Linked DNA regions of Macaca mulatta: region 2 is linked to region 1. Evidence: chromatin contacts called from public Hi-C data. All regions are on one chromosome and are shown on one strand. Each heading gives the region's core, a stretch centred on a gene start, on an enhancer-like site or on the middle of the called end of the contact. The rest is flanking DNA. Distances are from core to core; before and after follow the strand shown.

The links. A called contact is a pair of places that touch in the nucleus more often than the background predicts.
Region 2: a Hi-C map of fetal cortex germinal zone shows a contact between it and region 1, with 4 times the contacts expected there. The contact joins the promoter of GPR142 here to the promoter of RPL38 in region 1. A contact is called at or near these places in 4 of 14 Hi-C or Micro-C datasets (cortical neurons, fetal cortex germinal zone, fetal cortical plate and 1 more).

The regions. Positions count from the first base shown.
Region 1 is chr16:83,869,912-83,876,523 of T2T-MMU8v2.0, forward strand. RPL38 (ribosomal protein L38) reads left to right here and starts at 3,396. Exons shown (of 5, transcript XM_028836749.2): 1 at 3,396-3,463; 2 at 3,635-3,675; 3 at 3,846-3,906. The coding sequence starts at 3,673. LOC144335922 (a long non-coding RNA gene) reads right to left here. Exons shown (of 2, transcript XR_013407192.1): 2 at 4,963-5,868.
Region 2 is chr16:84,039,892-84,046,503 of T2T-MMU8v2.0, forward strand. GPR142 (G protein-coupled receptor 142) reads left to right here and starts at 2,550. Exons shown (of 3, transcript XM_028836758.2): 1 at 2,550-2,919; 2 at 3,808-3,966; 3 at 5,040-6,612. The coding sequence starts at 2,826. The coding sequence ends at 5,911. The region is part of intron 2 of BTBD17 (BTB domain containing 17); the gene reads right to left.

The sequences.
Region 1 (6,612 bases), core at 2,146-4,645:
CTGGTCCTCTTTCCAATGTGTCCCTGAAAACTGAAGAGAAAACTCTAAACCATTCGGCCTTCAGGAGTGGCCGGGGCGGGGCTGCTGGAGGGAGGAGGGGAGGCCATGTGCCTTCTGAGGCCCTCTCTACCCAGAGCCAGCAGAGTGAGGGAAGGGAAGGAGGGGAAAGTGTTAGACTGTACCCTGCAGCTCCAGACATGCCCTCCGTGCCTCTCCAGCTTCCAATCACGCTGCAGCACCCTGCTTCAGACCCTCCCTTCCACCTCTTGACAATGGGAATAGCCCTCACCGTCCTGCAGCCGCCAGCGTTGGACATTCCAGCCCACCAATGGCCAGAACGACCATAACAGGCAGCCTGACCCTCCTGTCCTCGAGTCCGGGGCTTTCCTCTCCTGCAGGATCCCCCCTGGGCCTTAGAGAGTTTCATTTCGTGTGTGTATGGCATTCACCAGGGAGGCTCATGTCCGGGGCAGCATCCTCTCAGGGTCTCAGGCTGTGGCGCTCAGGGCCAGGGCTCTGCCAGCCTTGGTCTCTGACAGTCCCCGACCACTCCAGGACATTTGAGGCTCATCCTCCCATACAGCAGGGAAGTGTGCCCTCTTGGCGCCTTGCCTCACTTTTAGTGGCTGTGGCTTATTTTGCTATTTGTCCCCCTTGGGGAGCTGGAGGTCTTTGGTACTTGAACAAATGTGCCATTGTGTTTTGCTACTACACATCTATGGTCCCTTAAATTATACAACTCAAGAGGGCGAACATCTGTCTCCCTGGGATCGCCGCCAAAAGGGAGGTGCAGCTCCTCCTTCTATCCCTGTCCTTGTCCTGTCGGGCCTGCAGTGAGGTGAGAAGCACCAGTCATTCATTCAACAAATAGTTTTTGGACCTACTACATGCCAGGCACCGCTTCGGGCACATCAATGCCTCCTTCTAGCTCTCCCTGAATTCCTCCCTCCATCCACCCCTCCATATCGTGAGTGATCTCAGATGCCGCATCCAGCCGGATCATCCTGCAGTGTTAGCATTCAGCTCTTACTGTACAGATGGGGACTGCACTTAGAGAGTTATCGACAGAATACTGAGCACTGTCCTTGCCTTCAAGGAAAAGTGGTAAGGTGGGGCATAGTGGCTCACACCTGTCATCCTAGCACTTTGGGAGCTCGAGGCAGGAGGATCCCTTGAGCCCAAGAGTTAAAGGTCAGCCTGGGCAACCTAGGGAGACCGTGTCTCTAAAAAAGTTTTAAAAAATTAAAAATAGGCCGGGTGCGGTGGCTCTAGCCTGTAATCCCAGCACTTTGGGAGGCTGAGATGGGCGGATCACGAGGTCAGGAGATCGAGACCATCCTGGCTAACACGGTGAAACCCCGTCTCTACTCAAAAATACGAAAAACTAGCTGGGCGAGGTGGCGGGCGCCTGTAGTCCCAGCTACTCGGGAGGCTGAGGCAGGAGAATGGCGTGAACCCGAGAGGCGGAGCTTGCAGTGAGCTGAGATCCGGCCACTGCACTCCAGCCTGGGCGACAGAGCAAGGCTCCGTCTCAAAAAAAAAAAAAAAAAAAAAAATTAAAAATAAAAAGAGCGGTACACATGTATGAAAAGTGAAACACCTCCATGCAGCCTACGGAGAAGTGATTGCGAGGAACCACTGTATGAGTGGCAAGCGACATAAGTCAGGGGTGAAGGATCCTGCCTGAAAAAGGGGAGGCGGGAGCTGAGCTCGGAAGGACCAGTAGCATTTGGCATCAGAGTGGACACCAGAGCGAATACCTGGAGGGCGGAAAGTGCCCCGCACATGAAGAGGCCCCTCGGCTTGGCTGAATGGGTGGTTGCTTGTGGAGGAGCAGTGGGGTAGAAAAGACCAGAAAGGCATCGCCTAAGATGGGAGGGGCTGGCAAAGCCAGGCTCTAAGGTACAGGAAAGTCCTCAGGTCAGAGCTGAAGCACTCATGATTCTCAGATGGGATCCAACCTTTAGGCATCTAAAATTAGGCTTTTGCCAATTAACTTTTCCCACTGCTGGAATCCTGACACATTTACAGTTGCAGAGACAACGTTCAGTTTCTTTAAAAGACTCTTCAGTGCTATTACAGTATTTTGTGATCTCTCTGCAGCAAGGTCTATTGGTTCCTATATCTCCAGCACCCCCAGGAAGGTGCTCAGCCTGAGCTTGTTAATGGAAGGGCAGGAGGGAGGAAGAAAGGAACGTAAGTTAAATAAGTTCTAAGTAAAGCTCGCGGCAAAGTGCTCTTTCTCTTCAGGAGGGCTGCTCTGTAATAATAAGCACGAAGCAATTACATTCTGCCATGTGGTTATTAAATTTGGGGGAAACAAATATAATAAAATGTAGACATTTGTAGAGAGGTTGGAAATAAAATAAAAGTGGAGGATAAAAATAAAATCGATAACCACACGTTGCTAAGAGCCTAACCTGAAGGATGTTATGGGGGAGAAAGGAAGGCTGCCCTCCCCAAACTGCCCAAGCCTCCCCAAGAAGTGGCTGGTGCCTGGACTGGGGAATCTGCCCAGCAGGGGTTCAAGTCCTGAGTCCACCTCTCCCCTCTGGGGTGGTGGTGAGAGCTGGCAACAGCAGGAGAACTCCCACTGCTGCACCATCAGCCCTAGAGGTGAGACACTTAGCCAGGGGCAGCCCTGCCACAGCTGTTGGAAGTATTATTATTATTTTTGCTAGAGATGGGTGTGGGGGGGGGCCTTACTAGGTTGCCCAGGCTGGTCTCGAACTCCTGGCCTCAAGCGATCCACCGGCCTCGGCCTCCCCTAATGCTGGGGTTATAGGCGTGAGCCACCGCGCCCGGCCTTAACTTGCTTTCATTGTACACCAATTCCTAAAGGAACTGGAAGCAGCAGGCAGGAACGCTCCCTCTTACGGAAAGAAGATCCCAGGGCCCTGGTCATGACAGGTTCAGGTCCCAAAAAGGAGACTGGAAGAAGAAAACGTGAGGCGCCAGAACAAGAGGTTCTACAAGGTGCACACGACGGTCTCTGCCATTAAATGAAGAATTCTCTGTGCAGATGTCCCGTGCACAGGTCCAGTGAAAGCCGTGGAGAATAAGCGTTAGCTCTTCGAACTGAATCTGAACTAAAACCCAGCAAAGCCAGGCTAGGGTTGGGAGGTTGCGAGGGAAGACAGGAAGTGTGGATGGGGAAGAGGCGGGGGTCATAGAAGGAAGAGATGGGGAGCAGTGGGAGGAGGGAGTCGGAGGGAGGGCGGCAGCCAGGATGGTCCCTTCCATTCTTGGAGCTGCACTGTTGACCTCGACCACGAGGGGGCAGGGCTGCTGAAATTGGAAGTGCCAACGCCTACATGAGTCTTGACCCTCGGCAGGCACCGTATCCAGTTTCCTCCGTTGGGAGGGTTTAACTGCCCGGAAACGGAAGTCTCGTTCTTTTTCGTTCTTTTACTAGGTCGCTGCTGGCTGTGAGTGTCTCTAGAGTGGTACGCGGGTGAGAAGGGTAATCTGGGGCAATCCACGGCCAGGTGAAATCTGGGGACCCCAGGTCCACGTGGAGGGTGTCGGGGAGGAAAAGGGAGTGCGATGGGGGCGATATTTCGGGGGAGGGCGGGAAAGCGGGGTTGACTGCCATCCCCCGCGCCGTGTTAACGCCAAGGACTGTTTCCTGCAGGTCCCGGTCCGCGCCAGCTCCCTGCGCGCCTTGTCGCCATGGTGAGTACGGTCCCTGCCTGGCGCCTTCCCGGTGTGGGTTCGTGGGATCCGGGGCGAGGGCGAGAGAGCCTCCCCAGGGCCTCCGGAGGCCGGGAGGAGCTGGTGGACTGGACCGTCACCGGAAGACGTGTCTCTTTGCTGTCTGTTTACCCGCTTCCTTTGTGTTGCAGCCTCGGAAAATTGAGGAAATCAAGGACTTTCTGCTCACAGCCCGACGAAAGGATGCCAAATGTAAGTGGTTGCTCCGAAGGTTCAAGATGACCGGTGCCTACCCTGCCACCGCTCCGGTAGCGTCTTCCCCGGAATGGCTGGCAGGAGGCGGGTTAGGCTGTCTGGGCGTGTGCCTGGCCCTCTGGGACCAGTGGTTACATCGTATTTCCCATGAGAAAGACCTGTGTGGGGCACGTTGAGGCCCTGGAATTCTAGAACCATCTTAGCTAATCGCGAGCATCTCAGAGGCTGCCCAGAGTTCAGTTTTCTTTTGTATAATACATCAAATTTCTGCAGTTGTGCAAAATCTTAACACAAAACCCATTTTGTAATGAAGTGCTGGATACTTGCATGTAATGTGTTGAGCACGGCACACTGTGCAATATAGTCGTTTATATCGTGATCCTGTGGTCGATGGCCAGTGTCAGAAAGTGTCATACTTATCTAGCCCAGAAAAAGATTTTTTAAAAAAATTTTTTTCTTTTTTTTTTTTTGAGACAGTATGGCTCTGTGGCCCAGGCTGGATTGCAGTGGTGCGATCTTGGCTCACTGCAGTTGCCGCCTCCCACGTTCAAGCGATTCCCCTGCCTCAGTGTAGCTGGGATTACAGGCACGCGCCACCGCGCCTAGCTAATTTTTTGTGTTTTTAGTAGTGACGGTGTTTAACCACGTTGGCCAGGCTGGTCTCGAACTCCTAACCTCAGGTGATCCACCTGCCTCCACCTCCCAGAGTGCTGGGCTTACAGGCGTGAGCCACTGCGCCCAGCCAAGATCAAAGTTTGAAGCAGGGCTTCTACTGAATGCACATCGCATTCCCACCATTGTAAAGTCACAAAGGTTGAGTTGGACTGTGGTGAGGCTGTCTCCCAGCTTGTACATACAGGGGAAAGAAGGTGATTCATGAAAATCCTTGAACAGCAGATTTTCGATGGATAGGTGCCAATCTCTGCTACCCACTTACAGTTTTACACCAAGTGTGAGAGAGGTAGTTGTGTTATCCCTTTGTGATACTTGAAGATTTGGGGGCTTGTGTTTTTGTGTTTCATAGGTCTTGAGTTATGTTGTTACTTTAACCCAGAGTCATATTTTTTCAGCTGTATGAAAGAGAATCAGGTCACATGTGGAAGTGGGGTTGCATGGGACAGGCCTGTTAAGGTGGGCGAAGACACCAGCTAATGCTCCGTGCCCCAGTGATGGTGCCAGATGGTGGTTGGTGTACAGGGAGAGCCTTTCAGTGAGTTGGGGGTAGGCAGGGATGGGGGTCATATTTGTGTCCCCATTACCCAAAACAGGCTGTCACCTTTGAGGTGGTGACCACCTGTGGGAACAAATAGCATCTGGTGGGAATGATGTCTGTTTGCCAGTGTTTTGTATAAAGAGATGAGGTTATCAGGTTAGTTTTATTTCAGGCCATATGGGGTCGCTGCCTAGTTCAAAGCCCAACTCTACCAGTAGATAACTTACCCTTCTGAGCAAGTTAAACATGACACCACCCTTTGCTTGTGTTTAAAAAGGGTGGTGGTCCAGGCGTGATGGCTCATGCCTATAATTCCAGCACTTTGGGAGGCCAAAGCGGGCAGATCGTTTGAACCAAGAGTTCAAGACCAATCTGGGCAACATGGCAAAACCCCATTTCTACCAAAAATTTAAAAATTAACCGGTCATGGTGGCACACGCCTGCAGTCCCAGCTACTCAGGAGGCTGAGGCAGGAGAATCAGTTGGACCTGGGAGGTGGAGGTTGCAGTGAGCTGAGATCGTCCCACTGCACTCCATCCTGGGTGACAGAGCGAGACTGTCTCTCACAAAAAATTGGGAACCTGGATTTTAGATGATGCAGCTTTAAAGGTAGGGGTCACAGTCCCCTAGAGATAGTAAAGTGTCAGTAGCTGTTGAAAAAACTTTTGAAATTGTTATATTAATTTTTAATGTGTAATAGGCGTAGCATAAAATTCACCATTTACACTGGGTATGGTGGTTCCCATCTGTAATCCCAGCACTTTGGGAGGCTGAGGCAGATGGATGAGACTAGCCTGGGCATCATAGTGAGACCCTGTCTTTACAAAAGAAAAAAGTTAGCCAGGCATGTGCCTGTGGTCTTAGCTACTCAGGAGGCTGAGGTAGCGATTGCTTGAACCCAGGAGATTGAGGCTGCAGTGGGCCGTGATTATGCTGCTGCACTCCTGGCTGGACCACAAAGCATAATTGTACAGTTCAGTGGCATTCAGTAAATTCACATTGTTGGGAAGCTGCCACCATCACCACCCATCTCCAGAACTTTTATCTTCCCAAACTGAAACTCCCTCTGTTAAACACCAGCTCCCAATTCTTCCCAGTCCCTGGCAACCAGCTTCCAGTTTGTCCCTGAATGTGACTGCTCTGGATACCCCATACAAGTGGAGTCTGCTATTGCATATTTGACCTTTTGTGGCTGGCTTCTTTCTCTTCAGAGTTCTCTAGCATGTGTCAGCATTGCCTTCTTTTTCTTTTTTTTGAGGTGGAGTCTCACTCTGTCGCCCAGGCTGGAGTGCAGTGGTGCAATTTTGGCTCACCTCAGGCTCCGCCTCCCGGGTTAACACCATTCTCCTGCCTCTGCCTCCTGAGTAGCTGGGACTACAGGTGCCCACCACCATGCCCGGCTAATTTTTTTTTTTTTTTTTTTTTTTTTTTTTAAGTAGAGACGGGGTTTCACTGAGTTAGCCAGGATGGCCTTGATCTCCTGACCTCAT
Region 2 (6,612 bases), core at 1,300-3,799, 170 kb after region 1:
AAAAATACAAAAAATTAGCCGGGCATAATGGCGGGCACCTGTAATCCCAGCTACTTGGGAGGCTGAGGCGGGAGAATCGCTGGAACCCAGGAGGCAGAGGTTGCAGTGAGCCAAGATCACGCCATTGCACTCCAGCCTGGGTGACAGAGCGAGACTCCGTCTCAAAAAAAAAAAGAAAAAAAAGTTAAAGTGTATGGCTGGGTCTTCATAACATCTTTCACCTTGCCCAGGCTGACTCAGAGCTGTCTGCCTTGGTGGATAGAATCCCTTCCACCGTGGGCTAGCAGCCTACCCTGGCCACTGACACCACACCATGTGGGAAAGAATTGCCACCACCAAGAAGGGACCTCTGATGTCTGTACAGGCTGTGTGCTGGCTGATGACTTGGCTGCCCTGTCCTGTCTGCTGCTGGCACTGAACCGGACATCTCCAGGCTCCACCTCTTGAACCATGGATCCCAGCATTGTCAGCAATGAGTACTATGATGTTGCCCGTGGATGCACAAGATCCAGTGGGACCCCACTTCCCTGCAGGACATCACTGCTGTCCTGGGTACGGAAGCATATACTGAGGAAAACAAATCAATAGTGTCCCATGCACAGAAAAGCCAGCATTCTTGGCTCAGCCATTCCAGGTGGCTGAGGTCTCCACAGGTCACATGGGGAAACTGGGACCTCCGAATAAGACCATCCAAGGGGCTGGGCGTGGTGACTCACGCCTGTAATCCCGGCATTTTGGGAGGCCGAGGCTGGCAGATCACGAGGTCAGGAGATCGAGACCATCCTGGCTAACACAGTGAAACCCCATCTGTACTGAAAATACAAAAAATTAGCTGGGCATGGTGGCGGGCGCCTGTAGTCCCAGCTACTCGGAGGCTGAGGCAGGAGAATGGTGTGAACCTGGGAGGTGGAGCTTGCAGTGAGCCGAGATCACGCCACTGCACTCCAGCCTGGGCAACAGAGCGAGACTCTGTCTCAAAAAAAACAAAAAAAAACAAAAAAGACCATCCAAGGACTCCAGCAGTTTCTGCCAGGTGAACCCAGCCGTCTCCCAGAACAGACCTTCTATGGGGTGGGATTCTAAGTTGCTGGAAGGACGTGCATGGGGCATAATTTTAGCAAACTTAGTCCCCCTCCTCCATCTCTCCGTCTCCTCTCTCTGAATCCAGGGAGCTCTAGTTTTGTGACAGCCTTGGTTGAAACCATTGTGTTCTGTCTGAAGAATATTTAAAGTTTCCAATCAAGTGTACATCCCTCAAAAAAACAAAGTGGGCTTGGCATGGTGACTCACACCTGTAATCCCAGCTCTTTGAGAGGCCAAGGCAGAAGGACCACTTGAAGCCTGGAGTTCCAGACCAGCCTCGGCAACACAGCGAGACCCCAAACTCTCTATATATCTATACATAAAATAAAATTTAAAAAACAAGGTGTAGGGACAGGGTAGGGACTCGGTAAATGTTGGCGGGGACCCTCCTTGCCCCTCACCCATGGCAGCTCCTTGAAGAGAGGTCCTGCCTTCTCTCACCCCTAGCCTCCCGCTGCAAGGAGGTGGTGGCCTGGGACGTCATCTGTGCTCCTTGCACTTTCTGGGGCTGGGGTCCCAGCACTCCACCAGAGGACCTTTCCTGAGCAGGCAGCTCCCTCTCCAGTCTCACTGCGCCGCCCAGGGTGCCTGGCCAAACCATGCGACTTTCAGGCTTGCAGGATCAGGATGTGGCCACCAGGGGGTAGCAGAGCCTCTGCTGTGAGTATCTGAGGGAGTGTTGGGGCGGGGGATTCCAGGCTCCGATGTGAGATCTAACTCCCAGAGCTGGGAAGCTCCCTATATTTCCTGCCATATTTTCTGCTGCATTCCCAGAGGACAGGCCGTGGGAGGTGATTCCAGGGGGACCTGAGCTCTCCTCCCAAGGCCATCTATGGGGTGTGTATGTACCGGGTGCCTGCTTTGTGGGCTGCTCCAGTCACTCTTCCTCTAGGGCAGGGGAGCCAGAGCTGCAGATTCTGGCCTCTGAGTGCTCACCGGCACCGGCTGGTGTTTATTTGCCAGGGATTGATATTCTTGAGGGATGATCCGTTTCACTAGGGCCAGGAAAACAACAGCTTGCAGGACTGTGGTTTCCCAGCACCGGCTGCAGGCAGCCTGGTCTGGCTGCTCCCAGGGCATGCCCCACCCTGTGCACGACTGCCTGCCATCCTGCCCCTGGGGGCAGCCTCCACCTCCCCCACCATGGTCACTGCAGGACTGACCCTGTACACCTGGTCCCCTGGGCCTCTTGGGATCATAGCCCTGTCTGTGGCAGCCTCAACCCTCCTACCTGGCACGACTCCCCCAACTCCTCGCAGAGGTGCTCTTCTCTCTTCCCTCCCAGTCTGGATGCTCAGAGTCAGCACCCCGAGTCCTTCTGCCTGTCCCCAAAGTCCTCAGCCTCAGGATGTGACCCCAGCTGAGCCCAGGCCAGCTCACAGAGTGCCCCGGGGCAGGAGGCAGCCCCCCAGAACCCCCATCCTGCCATCCTGCCTCTTCTCCTCACTTCCTGCTCCCCCAGGCATAGACAGACCTGTGAACCTCACGCCACCCTCAGCTCGTCTCTCCTGAAGCTGAAGCCCCTGCCCAGCCCGACCCCTTCTCCTGCCTGCACGCCTTAGAGGACCCTGGTTTGCTCCACCAGCATCTACCCTCGCTCTTTCCCCGGTGCCTCCGCCCACCGATTCCTTCCTCCTCCTTCCCCCGCCCCACCCCCCTGCACTAATAGGCTCAGTGTCTCGGGAAGGATCCTGGGGCAAATAACCACTTGGAGAGCCAAGGGGTGAGAGGTGCAGCTGGCGATGCTGACAGAGAGCTGCGGGGACCCTCAGGAAAAGCCACAGGTGACCCAGGACTCAGGGCCCCAGAGCATGGGGCTTGAAGGACGAGAGACAGGTAAGCCATCTTGAAGTACGGTGTGCTGGGGGCAATCGGGTGGGAAGGCAGAAGGGAACAGGAGGCAGGTTAGGGACCTAGAGGGTGGAGTAGGGGCCGAAGCTGAGAGTGAGTGAGCAGTGAGCCCCCGGGCTGCAGCAGGAAACGAAAAACTGGAGTTCTACCTGAAAGAGACGTGCAGTGTGGTTTCAGGGGAACAGGGGCCAGAGTGGAAGGTGCTCATCCTAGACCAGCCACCTTACCCCTGTTGACTCAGTTTCCCCATCTGTGGACCTGGGCCATTCCAGCTTTAGTGGTGCTCACCTCTGAAGAGGGTCTCTTTAGCTTAGAAAAGAGGGGGTCCTAGCAACAGCCTCTCCTTAGAGGGGGACAGCTGTTGAGTGGAGCTGTGCAGCCCTGGGGCCTCCACTGTGGGCCTCCCAGAGAGGTCCCTGTGTGTGGCCAGTGTCACCTGGGTCAGAATTGCCCAGATGCTGATGACAAGCACAGCTGCTGTGACCCCGCTTCAGACCCTCTGGCCCAGCCCGCCCAGAGGAGGCCCAGGAGCCTGCATCTCCACAAGTGCCCCCGTGATCCTGTTTCAGAGCCCCTGCTAGGCAGCGTGAGGACCCATGGGGAGCAGTGTCTCTATGGCAGCAGACCGTGCTGCCATGGACTTCACATCAGTGAGGGAGCCGGGCCACTGAGGGAGTGGGGTGAGGTGCGGTGGGGGTGAGGGTGGTCTCGGCAAGAATTCTCACAGCAACAGACAGTGCACTCAGCTGGGTCTGACTAGAGGGTCTGCACAGAGCAGGGTGACTAGAAAGACCCCAGGTCAGGGCGGGGCTGCTGCCCAGCCAGGTTAGAAATAGACCAGAGGCTCTGACTCTGCCCGTCCTCCCCTTCTAGCTGGCCAGCCACGAGTGACCCTGCTGCCCACACCCAACGGCAGCGGGCTGAGCCAGGAGTTTGAAAGCCACTGGCCAGAGATCCCAGAGAGGTCCCCGTGTGTAGCTGGCGTCATCCCTGTCATCTACTACAGTGTCCTGCTGGGCCTGGGGCTGCCTGGTGAGTGGAGAGCTGGGGTCTGGGGACTTGGGCTTGGCCAGAAATGGGGATCCTTCTTCAATGGGTGCCAGTCCTCTGTGTTGACCCCTGAGGCCCTGGATCATAGACCCCTGGTCTTTCCTTGCCATTGTCAGGGTGTTCTGGGTCACTGGGGAGTAAAAGTAAGGGGCTAGGATTGGGGGTGCTCACGGCTAAACCCAAGTTTTCCCCAGCAGTGAGCACCCTCTTAGGATAGCAAAATTCACATAGGAACTGGCTGAGCTCAGTACCAAGCTCCCTGTGCTCCCCATGCCTTCAGAGAGCAGAGCTGGGGGCAGAGGTAGGTGCACGGATATGGGAAGAATGGGTGGTCGTCTCGGCCCTGGGGCTTTCTCCAAGTCTGATAGCTAAACCCATGTCTGTGTCCAGGGATGCCTCCACTCTGGAGGATACAGAAAACCTAAAAAGGACTTGAAGGACAATGCCATAGGACAGGTGGCTTCTCTTTTATTTATTTATTTATTTATTTATTTATTTATTCGAGATGGAGTCTCGCTCTGTCACCCAGGCTGGAGTGCAGTGGTGTGATCTCAGCTCACTGCAGCCTCCGCTTCCCAGGTTCAAGTGATTCTCCTGCCTCAGCCTCCCAAGTAGCTGGGATCATAGGCATGCACCACCATGCCTGGCTAATTTTTAATAGAGATGGGGTTTCTCCATGTTGGTCAGGCTGGTCTGGAACTCCTGACCTCAGGTGATCTGCTCACCTTGGCCTCCCAAAGTGCTGGGATTACAGGCGTGAGCCAGCACGCCCAGCCAGGACAGGTGGCTTCTGAGGACACCCTGCCATGTGCACTTACCTGTGTATAACTGGGGTACAGCCAGTGGCTTGCAGTGGATGGACAGGGGAGAGGTGGCCTGGGTTGCCTTCTGGGCAAAGTGGGGTTTCAGAAGGATCCGGAAGGAGAAAAAACAGAAGCCAGCACAGCCTCTGCACACGCAGATGGGGAGGGGCGATGGCGACACCTTGGAAAGCAGAGTCTGAACTCTCTTCTGATGCCTCTGCCTCTCCCCTCCCTGACCTTGGCTGCCACCAGTCAGCCTCCTGACCGCAGTGGCCCTGGGCCGCCTTGCCACCAGGACCAGGAAGCCCTCCTACTACTACCTTCTGGCACTCACGGCCTCGGATATCATCATCCAGGTGGTCATCGTGTTCGCGGGCTTCCTCCTGCAGGGAGCCTTGCTGGCCCGCCAGGTGCCCCAGGTTGTGGTGCGCATGGCCAATATCCTGGAGTTTGCTGCCAACCACGCCTCAGTCTGGATCGCCATCCTGCTCACAGTTGACCGCTACACTGCCCTGTGCCACCCCCTGCACCATCGGGCCGCCTCGTCCCCAGGCCGGACCCGCCGGGCCATTGCTGCTGTCCTGAGTGCTGCCCTGTTGACCGGCATCCCCTTCTACTGGTGGCTGGATGTGTGGAGAGACGCCGACTCACCCAGCACTCTGGACGAGGTCCTCAAGTGGGCTCACTGTCTCACTGTCTATTTCATCCCTTGTGGTGTGTTCCTGGTCACCAACTCGGCCATCATCCACCGTCTACGGAGGAGGGGCCAGAGTGGGCTGCAGCCCCGGGTGGGCAAGAGCACAGCCATCCTCTTGGGCATCACCACACTGTTCACCCTCCTGTGGGCACCCCGGGTCTTTGTCATGCTCTACCACATGTATGTGGCCCCTGTCCACCGGGACTGGAGGGTCCACCTGGCCTTGGATGTGGCCAACATGGTGGCCATGCTCAACACGGCAGTCAACTTTGGCCTCTACTGCTTTGTCAGCAAGACTTTCCGGGCCACTGTCCGACAGGTCATCCACGATGCCTACCTGCCCTGCACTTTGGCATCACAGCCAGAGGGCATGGCGGCAAAGCCTGTGATAGAGCCTCCGGGACTCCCCAGAGGGGCAGAAGTGTAGAGAAAGGGGCCCAGCTGGGGAGCTCAGGGTGGCTCATGGCCACATGTACTGGGGCCTTTGAGGTTGTGCTCAAAAAACGTTTATCAACACCTTGCTTTCCTTGGGTGGGGGTGAGGCTACTCGTTTGGGTGTGGCTCCCAGGTAGAGAGGAGGACAACTTAACCGACGCTCACATTTGCTTCACCAGCAATCCCTATTTCCTGGGAAGATGAAAGGGCACTGCCAGGAACAGGCTAATAACATCAGTGCTGTGGGCATTCCTTTAAGGGGGGCATTTTGCCTGGCTCATCATGAATGCAGATACATGTTGGTTGAACGGATGGAAAAATGGACAGAAGGATGGATGGATGGATGGAAGGATGGATGGATGGATGGATGGATGGATGGATGGATGGATGTGAATTGTCTCCAGCCCACCCCCCTTTCCTGGTGCCTGTCTCTCATTCCCTGAATGGATCACCTCTCCAGCTCCCAGTGGCAATGCCAAGAGTTTGAAAAGGAAGATATCTTCAGGACTTAAAGCATTTCTTAGGCTGGGGGAATCAAAGAGGTTGAGCTGAGCAATGGGAGGGGACTGCTTGCGGGACAAAAGCCCCCAGGGCCAGCCAGAAAGGGGTGATCTTAAATCAGATGTGAGGAGCCCAGGCCCATGTCTGTCCAGCCACAGGAGACACAGCCCCATAGGTCTCAAACACGCTGGT